Regions from separate parts of the Rattus norvegicus genome. Here region 1 is linked to region 2. Evidence: chromatin contacts called from public Hi-C data. All regions are on one chromosome and are shown on one strand. Each heading gives the region's core, a stretch centred on a gene start, on an enhancer-like site or on the middle of the called end of the contact. The rest is flanking DNA. Distances are from core to core; before and after follow the strand shown. Region 1 holds the start of Kcnu1 (potassium calcium-activated channel subfamily U member 1). Region 2 holds the start of Pomk (protein-O-mannose kinase).

The links. A called contact is a pair of places that touch in the nucleus more often than the background predicts.
Region 1: a contact with region 2 is called in a Hi-C map of the A7r5 cell line, with 2.9 times the contacts expected there. The contact joins the promoter of Kcnu1 here to the promoter of Pomk in region 2. A contact is called at or near these places in 9 of 12 Hi-C or Micro-C datasets (the A7r5 cell line, the Rat2 cell line, Schwann cells and 6 more) and 1 of 1 datasets of contacts at active chromatin or transcription factors (oligodendrocytes).

Annotation. Positions count from the first base shown.
Region 1 is chr16:72,928,380-72,934,987 of GRCr8, forward strand. Kcnu1 (potassium calcium-activated channel subfamily U member 1) reads right to left here and starts at 3,836. Exons shown (of 26, transcript XM_063275979.1): 1 at 3,585-3,836; 2 at 1,323-1,442. The coding sequence starts at 3,779.
Region 2 is chr16:72,788,985-72,794,707 of GRCr8, forward strand. Pomk (protein-O-mannose kinase) reads left to right here and starts at 1,765. Exons shown (of 5, transcript NM_001024883.1): 1 at 1,765-1,789; 2 at 5,492-5,582.

The DNA of each region.
Region 1 (6,608 bases), core at 2,586-5,085, 140 kb after region 2:
TAATAAGCAGTTCTTTGCAAGTAAGAATATACCATTCAAATTCTACTGGTATATTCAATACCAAATGCAAGACATTCAATAAAACTATTCAAAAAAATAGATAAACCATAAATGAAGGTTTTGACATGTTCTTTTTAGTTGTTCAGCAAATAAGTAAAGACATTGAAAATACACAGAACACCCTTGCCACCTATGTCACACAGGAGAGCTGGCCCAGGAGCAGGAGAGTGGGAGTACTGGCCATGTCCCTCACCCACTGTAACACTCGAGATAGCAGGGCCTTACACCTCTCCTGGGCAGCAGGGTAGAGCTGGCCTTGGCATTGGGGTTGCTGATGAGCCAGTCCCCCAAGATTGTGAGAGCTGGAGAGCTGGTGGGCAGACCTCTCAGGCCCAGATCCAGGGCTTTGAATCAGCCCCTCCCCAACATCTACCCCATTGATGAACTGCTGGAGTGCATGAAAGGTTGGTCCCTAACCTCAAGATCTCCATGACACAGGGCAACATCCGGATATCTGAGAGGAGTCCCAGTGAGGTTCCAGTATTGATGGAGTAGCAGAAGCCAGAGGCCTCAGACCAGACTAACAAGTCATTGCAATGAACATTTGCAACCAAAGACATGTGGACACAAGGACACACCGAGACACAGTACAGCATGCACAACAAGATTTTTCTTTTCTTTGTTGTGGGGAAAATTGCAAGGATAGGGGGTGGGTTCAAGGAGAGAGGGGAGATGAGTGAGATTGGGGTACATGATGTGAAATTCACAAAGAAACCAATATAAAATTAAAAAAATACATATAACGCAATTAGTATTATTGGGTATCAAACAATACATATTCTTTCAAAATCCAATAAATGGTCATAAAAGGTGATTGCATCAGGCAATGATGTATTTCTCCTTATCTTCTACAGCTGTCCTTGGACTATAACTTTCTCTTTAGGAAATAAGAAAAATTAGCCACCTAATCTAAGTCCCTCTCCTCTACAGGAAAATTGAAGCATACAATAGATGTTTTTCTAGTACTTGTGTCCAGGCATTCATGTATCTGTGAAACCCAAAATGTACACAGCTCTGAGCTAATCAAACTTTCCTCCTAGCAGAGAGGCCAACCGTATGTATAAACTCTAATGATTTTTGCGCATTTGGAGAAAAGGAAAGCAGAATGATGCCGACAGAGCCCTACGCGCAGGGCTTGATGTAGCTAAGACAATCAGGAAAGAGAAGATGTCTACTTGTGCGGCTAATACAGAGGGGGACCATGATCACGTTCTTGGCTATAGTTCCCAGGCATCAGAATAGAATGGGGAACGTGAACTCACCAACACTTGCCCCACAATGGTCTGCGCAGAAAGCAGCATTTCGATACGCTCACGAAATACTCCATGAAAGTAAAGTTTTCTCAAAGGATTAACCTCGATCCTACGTGATGAAAATAGTTCCTGTGGGGGACGGGGGGAAAACAAAGAATGGACAGAGTGAGCTGTAGAGGAAGAGAAACTAGTCTGCCTCAGGTTCTTGGGGTGGAGGGAGGTGCTTGTCATGGTATTAATCAGAAATCATTCTACCTTGCTCAACCTAGGAAATTAACATTATGAAGACTAAACATTTCCTAAAGCAGTCAACTAAAGAAATTTCTAAATGCTACGATCTCTACAGAAACACATTTTACACACACACACACACACACACACGCACACACACATACACGCACAGAGAGAGAGAGAGAGAGAGAGAGAGAGAGAGCGCTTATGTCCATTTAATTCAGTCTCAGAATTTTTTCCCCAATAGTTTTATGATATTGTTTAAAGTCTTGGTTTAAAGTTTTATTTATTTTTTTAAAAGATTTACATATATATGTAAATATATACAGAATATATATTGTAGCTGTCTTCAGATACACCAGAAGAGGGCATCAGATCTCATTACGGGTGGTTGTGAGCCACCATGTGGTTGCTGGGATTTGAACTCAGGACCTCTGGAAGAGCAGTCAGTGCTCTTAACTGCTGAGCCATCTTTCCAGGTCCTAAAGTTTTATTTTTTTACTTTATGTAAATGCACACTTGGCCTGAATGCTATGTGTCAGTAGCATGTATATGCCTGGTGTCCAGGGAAGCCAAGAGAGGGCATCAGAACCCTTGGAACTGGAAATGCAGACGGCTGAGAGTTATCACGTGGTTGCTGGGAATTGAACCCAGGTCCTCTGGAAGGACAGCCAGTGCTCTTAACCCCTGAGCCATGCCTCTAACCCTGCTTAAAGTCTTTCAAGTAGAAACAGTTACAGAATAAACTGGTTTATCAATAAAATCTATATATTTCAATACTAGATATTCTCAAATATTCTCAAATACAGAAATATAAAGACCACACTGCAAATAACATTACATTTTTGCTCTTTTTTCACACTATGTTACTTTACACCACTTTAACATGAGAGACATATTTAAGCAAAATCCACATATTAATTATGAAGCACAGGCAAAAAGTATTCTATTACAAAAAACCTATTGTGATTTATTTCAGGAAGAAACAAAGTCTAAGTGGTGGAAAATTAAAACAAATCATAGAGAGTTTAATAAAACTCTTCCACTGGGTCTGTTGTGATGGCATATGCCTTTAATCCCAGCAATTAGGAGGCAAAGGCAGATGAGTTAAGAGGCCAGCCTGGTCTACATAGTTAAGAGGCCAACCTGGTCTACATATTAAGTTCCAGGGCTGCAGAATGAGACCCTGTCTCAAAGCAAAGGAACAGACAGTCAACAAAAATAGAACAGTCATGTTGAATTGAAGAGAGATGTTTCAAGCTATTAATGTCATCTTCACAAAGCCTCGTCTGTTCCCAATATCACTTGCCAGCAGTCAGCATCGACCTTTGCAAAGCTAGTTACGCTACCAAAACTACCTTCAACGTGTCTGTGGCTGGTGTTGGTAACACACAAGAGCAGTGTATACATATGGACACATATGAATCATGCAGAAAGGTTCTTAAAGGTAAGGCTAAGTCAATGTCTTGTGCCTTTGTGGCTCCCTATTAGCAGTTTGCAAAACCCCCTCCCTCCGAAACAGGATCTCATGTAGCCCAGGCCAATCTCAAGGCTCACATTGTAGATAATCTCTGTCTGTAGCTCTGGCTGGCCTGGGATGCACTAAGACCATATGCTCTCCTCTAAAACATCTCTCTAGATATATATATATATATATATATATATATATATATATATATATATATATATATATATGTAATTTATTTACAGCATATTGTATATTTATACACTACATATACATTCATTCTCTCCCCACCCCCCTCTCTGGAGAGAGGGTCTCCTCTGTCCATGTAGTCTAGGTTGACCTGAAACTCACATCAATCCTCCTGCCTCAAGTGCTAGGATTAATCCATAAAGTACATTTGACCTTAACTGTCTTTTTAAGATTTGAAACAGGGTTGTCGTCAATGTACATGGAAGGTTTTTTGTTTTCTGTTTTTTTCTTTTTTCAGAACAGAGACTCTGGTACATCCCTCATCATACATGGTCAACAAGCTTTGCCAATCTTCACACACAGGTGTCTCAGACAAGGAAACTGACCAAGATCCCTCTTGGCCCCTTGACGGTTTTCCAGTTTCTTGAGATTTTCAAGGCTATTCTGAAAATGAACAAGACGATTAGTCCCCCGAAGAAAGTCGCCAAGGAGGAGAGAATGAATGCTGCTTGGATTTCGATTGTACATGACGTTTCCGTCAATTCTTTCTTATTTAAATTGTCTAGCAATGTTTGAGACATCTTGAGAAGACACTGTTGGGCTAGTCTATGATGTCATGGTCACCCGGCAACAGTCCCAGGAGGCACACTTCCTTGTATTATTGCATCACCTCGAGATCTGATGTGAAAGCCAATGAGAAGCTCAAAGGACAAGAGTCTCCTAACCACTCTGGTGAAACTCACTGATGCCAGTCAACTGACAGAGAATGCTAAAGACTACCCAGGGTAGTCAGTAGATGAGGGTTCCGGATGCCCTCATCACTTCTTCTGAGACCTTGAGGAATTCTACTCTCTAGTGCAGAGACTAGCAGCTGGCTACCTATTTCAATTGGATTGTCTAGTCAAGCAACTTCAGATTTTGTTTTTGGTAACATACATACAGCAACCTCAGAACTGGTTCTCTACCTTTCTGAGACAATATTAGGTTCTTGAAAATTTCAGAGGAAAAGAAATCCTTAAAGATTTAGATTTTGTGGGGTTGGGAATTTAGCTCAGTGGTAGAGCGCTTGCCTAGGAAGCGCAAGGCCCTGGGTTTGGTCCCCAGCTCCGAAAAAAAGAACCAGAAAAAAAAAATATTTAGATTTTGTTTGTTCTTTTAAAAAGTTGTGGGTAAACTCATCTAAATATCTATGGTATGACATGAAGACTGGTTGGTAACATTGAGACACATTTGTAAAATTGTGCTAAAATAAAGAAGGAGTAGAATCTGGGTGTTCTGGGCACATACGTTGTCATGTGCACACACCTACAACACACGTGGTATGAAATGGGTTGCTCGATGATAATTGACTTTAAATATGTATAGTTGAGAGCACCAAAAATATATACATTTTAAAGAATCATTTATGTTTTTAAATTATATATATTTAGGGACATATATTTTTATCTTTTAAGTAAGAATGGCTCATGGTAGACTATGGGTGTTATATAAATGCTTCTACTGTAATGTGATTCGTCCCTTGGTACCATCAAACTGGTCCTCATCTATTCCTTGTCAAATCTTCCTCTTTCTTGCTTTTATCTCTGCCCTGTCAGTAACACCTCTGACTCCCCTTTAAGTCTCTATTTCGAAGCTGTAAGAAATGTCATACCTTATCATTTGTATGAGTGACAGGTGGAATTTTAATCTCCAGAGGTGAGCCTGTCTCACCCTAGTCCTGGATGATCTGGGAAAGCATGTGTTCCTTAGGGGCCCAGCCTTACTTTACACTATTTCCTGGAGACAAAGAAGGCATTTCCTGGACTGCCATGTCTGTTCTCTCAGTTTTTCTGTCATTTCTACTATTACCCTGCACTGGGCTATGGCAGCATGAACACTCTTGTGAGGAACTCCTAGCATCAGTCCAGGCCCTTCTGCCCAGTCACCGGGCAAGGTCTAAAGAGTCTCCTTAATTTCATAGTTTTATTATATGTCAAACAATGATTGCTTGATAGACTTATTGCTGGCATTCCATGTTTTAAAGAGCATATTTAAAATTAAATATAAGAAAAGATGTTATGCTAAGTGTAGTGGCACTGTGTGGTCCAGAACTCTAGATACTGAGGTTAGAGGATCATGAGTTTGAAACCAGCCTCAGATACGTAGTGTGACCTGTTTCTAAAAATGTTGTAAGGTCAGAGGAGAGATGAAAAGAGAGAAGAGGAGTGCGGAGGGGACCGGAGGGGAGAGGCAGGGAAAGGAGAGGAGGGGCGTGGGAGGAGAGGGGAGCAGAGAGGTGTGGGGGGCAGCAACGGTTTGTGCACTGTGTATTCAGATGCTGATTACAGCGACCTGTTTGCAGTCCAGACATTTGCATAGTCAACCATTTCCTGTCTCAGTGTTGTGCAAAAGTTGTTTTCCATCACCTCTGATTGGTTAATAAAGAGCTGATCGGCCAGTGGCTGGGCAGGAGCGGGAGAGGCGGGACTTCCGATCCCAGTGACGCGTGTCCTGGGTGGGAAGAAGGGAGAAAAGGAGGTCAATGGGAGAGAATCCCGAAGGAGTCGCCATTGAGACTCGGACTAAGAAGAAGGCCAGGACGAGACCAAGATGGCAGGTAACGCCACAGTTGGTGGGAAGTGACTGGGAAGTAGGCCAGGCCAGCATAGCCATGTTAGAATAGATCAGAATCTGCCCACAATAGTACAAGAGCCTTATTAAAAAACCGTAAAGGTCTCTGTATCATTATTTGGGAGCAAGAGCGGGCATAGTAAAGCCCCGTACTTTTACAAAAGAGAAGAGTAGAGAAAATAAAGAGAGCTGGTAAGAGGGCCTGATGCCAAGCTGAACACTTGAATTCAACTCCTAGGAAGAGAACCAAGGGCTGCAAATTGTCTTCCGACCGCCACTCTTGCGCCGCACCCTAGCATGGACACGAGTGCGTGGTGTGCACGCACACACATACGCACATGCATGCAAATGCATAAGCAAATGTGATTTTATTTTAAGAAAGGAATTAAGAAGGCTCATGAAATGAAATGACTCAGCAGCTAAAGGACCTGCCAGAAAACCCGAGGACCTGGTTTTAAGACTCAAGGGCCAATTCCTAAACATTGTTCTCTGATCTCTACATTTGCACAATGGCCTGCCCCTCCCTTCCTCCCTCCGGTGCTCTCTCTCTCTATGTTAGGGTCGGAGATTGGGAATAGTACACCACGAAAACCAAGTTAGAGCCAACAAAAGTTTCTTTATTCAAAAAGGTGACAAGTAATATATCAGGGACATGGCTGGATTCGGGATCTAAACCGTGTCAGTGGGGGATAAGACAGAGCCCCTCCCTTTTTTTTTTAAATTTAATCTCCCTTTATAGTTCAGCCACTACCTCTCTCCTAGACTGAGCCCAACACTCACCATCCTATACCTCACCACAA
Region 2 (5,723 bases), core at 515-3,014:
CAGGGATGTGATGGCTGCCTGGACCATCATACTCAGGAAGCAAAGAACAGGAAACGAAGCCTGTTAATAAAGAATCCCTTATTTCCAAACCAGCCTCCCGCACTGAGGACCGCAGAGGCATGTGAGCCTATGAAGGCTGTTTAACACCAAACGCACCACATCCATGTGTTGTGAATATCTCTTTGTGTCAGTACGTATCATTACAGCATAACTTAATGTCACTTGGGTGTGTGTGTGTGTGTGTGTGTGTGTGTGTGTGCACGCGCGTGTGTCCATGCATGTGCATTTGGAGAGCAAAGGACACGGTGAGCATCCTTACTCACCTTACCATGTGGGTCCTAGGGATCTCGGACTTAGATTGTCAGACTTGACGGCAAGCACCCTGACCTGCTGGCCCTCTCAGGCCCCTACAGCATCACTTCTTATTCTAGCAAACTGTATATAACACCCCTCATGGTTTTATTCATTTTGTAAAAGGTTGTTTTGGATTTTACTTGATGTGCTTTGCGTGCTTATATGTCTGAGCACCACTGTGTGCAGTGCCTTCAGAGGGCAGAGGCAGAAGGTCTAATCCTCTAGAACTGGGTTGCAGGCAGTGGTTAGCTGCCAAGTGGATGACTGGAACCCTGGTCCCCTGGAAGAGCAACCAATGCTCTCACCTACTAAGCCGTCATCTCTCCAGCCCCTATCCTAGCCATTTTAAGTGGGTATTTCAATGGCATCTCATACACATTATTTTACAGCCATTACCTCCATCGTCACCAGAGGTTTTAAAGCTTCTCAAACGGAAACTATTCATTGAACAGTGTTCTTAATGGCATATATATATGCATATGTATATGTGTATATGTACATATATGTGTATATATTTCATGTAATTTATTTCTTGCTGTTATATATCCAGGTATATTTTCTACAATAAATATCCTTGGTGCTGGAGAAATGGCTCCACACTACCTGAGTTTAGTTCATAGCATTGATATTAGGTAGATCACAATTTCCAGCGAGTCTTTCTATCATTTCTTTGAGTTCTCTGGCATACCACATAGGCACGCATTTGTCAGTCCGAGAAGCAAAGGTTGCTTAGAGGGTTTTGTTTTGGTTTTTTTTTTTTTTTTTTTTTGAGAATTGTTTTGTTTTTGCCCCACTCCTCTGGTGCTTGATCAAGGTGCATGCTTCGAGTTAACACTCATCGTTTGGATAATAAACACAGATGGTTTTTTAAACCTGCACGCTGTACTGTCTTGATTTCGAATCTGGAAAGTAGATCAGTTTTTTAAGTACAACAAATTAGGTGGTGTTATGTCTGATTTTCCATTTCCCACCCTTACCCCTCTCGTGACACATTAAGACCTTCCAGCCTTCACGTCGCTTGAAGTCTGTGAAGTGCAGCTTTGCGTCTCAGGTGGAAGCTCCACAGTCACCTTTACGTGTAGTTATCAAATCCAGAGGCATCAGTACACTGAGGCTCAGTCTGCGATTTTCTCATGCTGCTTTTCTGACGATCCCTCTTTGGCAGCCGCCGCTTTGCAGAGAGTGTAGAACTGCAGATCGGGGAAACAACCCTCTGAGGTCCTCAGCCCCAGGCTCAACCCTGCTGCTGCTTCCTGGCGTTTACCAATTTGGCTAGAGGAAACCAGAACCAGGGGCTGGCTGGGTGAGGGTACACTGCCGCGGGCGTCCAGTGTGAGGCGGGAGGCGGCCACCAGAGGGCAGCCTAACGCTCGCCTCCGACCGCTTCCGGCCGCGCAGGCGTTCTGGGATGCGAGCCGGATTTGGTGGTCTCCAGGTAGGCTCCGGGGCGTAGTGAGGTGGGCCAGGGTTCTGTGGGGCCTTTCCGAACCCGACCCCCGGCCCCATCTTCCCGGCCCAGCCCCAGAGTGGGCTCTCATGGGGCTCAGCTGGGACTAGACTTGGAAACTGGTGCTGGCAGCGGCCCCTAGGGTGCTTACCGTGCACCCCTTCTCCGGGTGTTCATCGTGCAACTCCCCTCGGGTGCTCACCGAGAACCCCTCTCCGGGTGCGTACGGTGCACACCCGCTCAGGGTGCTTACCGTGCACCGGGCGCTGCTACTGAACTGTGTGAGCGAGCGGAGACTGCCCGCCATGCCCTCGCTTTCTCTCCCCCTCCCTCTCACTTCTCTCCCCACTTCTTTGTTAAAACCCAATTTTAGACGTTTAGTAAATTTGATGCCTCCGCCCTTTCGCCTGCACAAACTAAATAACATCCAGAATATTTAAATAGTTACCGGGAAGTGAGATTTAGTCTGAACCGAATTGGTGGCACCAGCGCCTTCTCGAATCATATAAACTATCTGCACATTGGCAGTTCACTTAATTTTCCCTGTCTAGCCTAAGCAGTGAGCATACAGCCGCTGGTCCTTTTTCACCGTTATCAACTAGCCGTCGAGTTTAAACAGTGCCAGACGTTCCTACTCAGCCGGCTACACATATTCTCTAAGCTCTGGGCAGTCCACAAGAAACAGGTGTGTTAACACACACCAGTTGCCAAGAAATGAGGGTTCGGCATAGAGCTGATAATGTGGATTCTGAGGCTGGAGGGATGGCTGGTGGTTAAGAGCCACATGTGTTGTGTGCCTTGTTGCAGAGGACCTCGGTTCGATTCCCTAATGGCTCACCACTGTCCATAATTTCAGTTCCAGGGAATCCAGCGCTTTATTCTGACCCCCGGGGCACCAGGCACACACACACACACAACACATATTGGACAATGTGAGTGCAAGCAAACACTCATGCGTATAAAATAAGCAAATTTAAAAATATGAATTCTAGGTTCCTGCAGCGTTTTGTCCATGATGCTGGTAGCATTGGAGCGTGCCGGCTTTTTTTGTTATCGTCAGCTTTTTAAAGGGGAAGGGTTTACTGGGGATCAATCATGGGATTCGTTCTGTGACCTTTGCTTATGGCCCATGCTCAGTATACACATCATGGCTGGAGAGAGCAGTGGAAAGGGAAACTGAAGGAGGGAAGACCGTGAGTGGGGAGGTCATCTTACTTCCTGACACCCCGGAAGCACAGAGACACAGGCTGAGGTCCCAGTAGCTCCTTCCAGGGCACGCTGTTACCTTCCGAGGCTTCCTTGTAACAGACTCTGCCTGCTCAAGGTTCTGCTGCCGTCTGGTAGTGCCAACAGCCAAGACCGAGTCTTTAATGAATAGGCCTTTGGCAGATTCTCACGCAAACTGAAGGGGACTGGAGGTATATATGACAGCTTCTCTGTGCTGCCACACATCCCTTGCAAAACCCCGGAAAGGGGCTGACAGTTTTACATTCAAAAGTGTGTGCTCCTATGTGCGTGTTTCACAGGTGTGTCATGGCACACATGTGGAGGTCAGAGTACAGCATGGGTGCTGCTCTGGCCTCCTGCCTTGTTTGAAACGGTGTCACTTTGTGATGTCCCACCATGTATCTGGCTAGCTGGCCTGGCAGCTTCTGACTATTCTGTCTCTACAATCCATGAGATTATGGGTACATCTGGCTTCTCTTGGGTTCTGGGGTCCTCACACTTTACCCACTGAGCAGTCTGCCCAGCCCGCCATCCTTTCCTTCCTAAAACTATATGATTTCTAGGGTCCAGGAAGCTTGCATTCACCCAGGTAAGGTCAAGGTAAGATGAGGGAGAGGTTGAAAGAGATTTGACACTGGGAAGATGTAACTATAGTGTTGGTGTGGTGACACTGGGTGCAAGAAGAAATGGGTGGATGAGAAGCATGATGGGACAGACAGGTCCCCATAGACTAAAAAAGAGACACCGGGGCCATGAGTAAAGCCAAGGACAACAGGAGTGTGCGTGCCAGAGACCATAAACACAGAAAAGTGCAGCGTGACCTGCCAATCCGTGCATTCTTCTCAAGTCCCTGCCGCGAGAGGCACTGCAGACAGTGGGGAACCAAACAACAGAAGACAAACATCAAGGAACGTGTAATCTAGAGGGGAAAGGCCTACGTATCTCCTAAAGGGTTTCTTTGAGCACCTAGGAATGTTTGGGGGCTGGAGTGCGGCACAGTGCATGTGTGCATTCATGTGTACATGCGTGTGTGTGTGTGTGTGTGTGTGTGTGTGTGTGTGTGTGTGTGTGTGTGCATGCATGCGTGAGTGTGTGGAGAGTAGGTGAACCAGTACTGGGCTCCAGAAGTTTACTTTCCCCTTCGTGTTCTCCAAGGCAGTGCATCTTGGCATAGACTATGTTCTACATCCCTAGCCACTCAGGACTCATCTAAGAGTTTTGTTTGTCAGGGCACAGTGGGAATATTGAATGCCTGCATTCCCCAGGCAGGCGGGTGTGAGAGTGGGATTAAATCTGTGGTTTGGAAGGATCACCCTTTGTCAGAGACTCTGTCTCTTACACACACACACATAAAGAAATATGTACAAACTGTGTTTCACACCAGGGTGGTTGTGAATGCTTATAATTCCAGCACATTGGAGAGTGAGGCAGGAGGATTGATTGTACGGTTGGTCTGTCTATACAGTAAGACTGGGGTTGGGGGAATTATCTCACTAATGGTGCTAGAATCAGTCACAACTAATGAAGTACAGTAGATGGCATCTCTAAAATACAGTGTGGTGGGCTGGCAAGATGGTTCAGTGGTGATAGGGGCTTGCTGCCAAACCCAACAACCTGAGTTCAACACTCAGAATCCACCTAGTGGAAGGAGAGAACCAATCACTACAAGTTGTTTTCTGACCTCCACATGTATGCCTTAGCAGGTGTCATCTTCTCATATTCAAATAAATAAATAACATTTAAGAAATTAAAACAGCAAGGCTGTGCTTTAAAAAAAAAAAAAAAAAACATTAGTTGTAAAGAAGAATGTTTACCGCTCTGGTTGGTGTGTGAGCCTGGGAGAGCAGGTCCTAAAAATGAGGCAGATCAAAGTCTCACCCTGTAACCAACTTCATTCAGAACATCAGACTCTGAGGGTTAAGAAGAGTCATCTGGGGGTTGGGGATTTAGCTCAGTGGTAGAGCGCTTGCCTAGCAATCCCAAGGCCCTGGGTTCGGTCCCCAGCTCTGTTAAAAAAAAAAAAAAGAAGAAGAAGAGTCATCTGGGTAAAGTGTCCAATCACCAGGTCAAGCCGCATGTGGCAGAAAACATTCCTCTCCAGAGGCCCGTGAGTAATAACAGCTGAAGTAAATCCACTCCTGTCCCCTCATCTGGGAAGCATGAGAGCAATTCCAAGACTGATTCTGTGTTTCTAAGAAACTGAGGCCACAGCCTCTGGTCCTTTCCTTGGAGTTTTCTCACAAGCTCCCAGAATTCCCCTCTCACACCGTTCTTGCCCTGTTCTCCCACAGCAGAATTCCAGCACAAAAGCTTGAGAATTTGGGCACTTGTAATGACAGGGAAACGACAGAGTTCAGCTGTGTCCACTAGAGGGCCTCATTTCAGTGTTCATCCAGATTGCTTAGAGAACTTCAAGAGCAGGTTTTTGAAGTGAGCACCTAGGAAGTTGTTGTTCTTCCCCAGTTCCCAGATCCGCAAATGGAGAATGTGAAAGAACAACCATGAGGCTTCACCAACACTCGGTGTGAATGAGGACATCAGAGGTGCACCATTGGTATATGTAACATTTCAATTGTTTCTCAGAGATCAAGGGAGGTTGGGGGCGGGTATCACGGGCTGTGCAAGTTTCTGGGTTGGAGCCCCAGTGTACCCAGTATATATAGATATATATTGGGTACATATATATACATATATA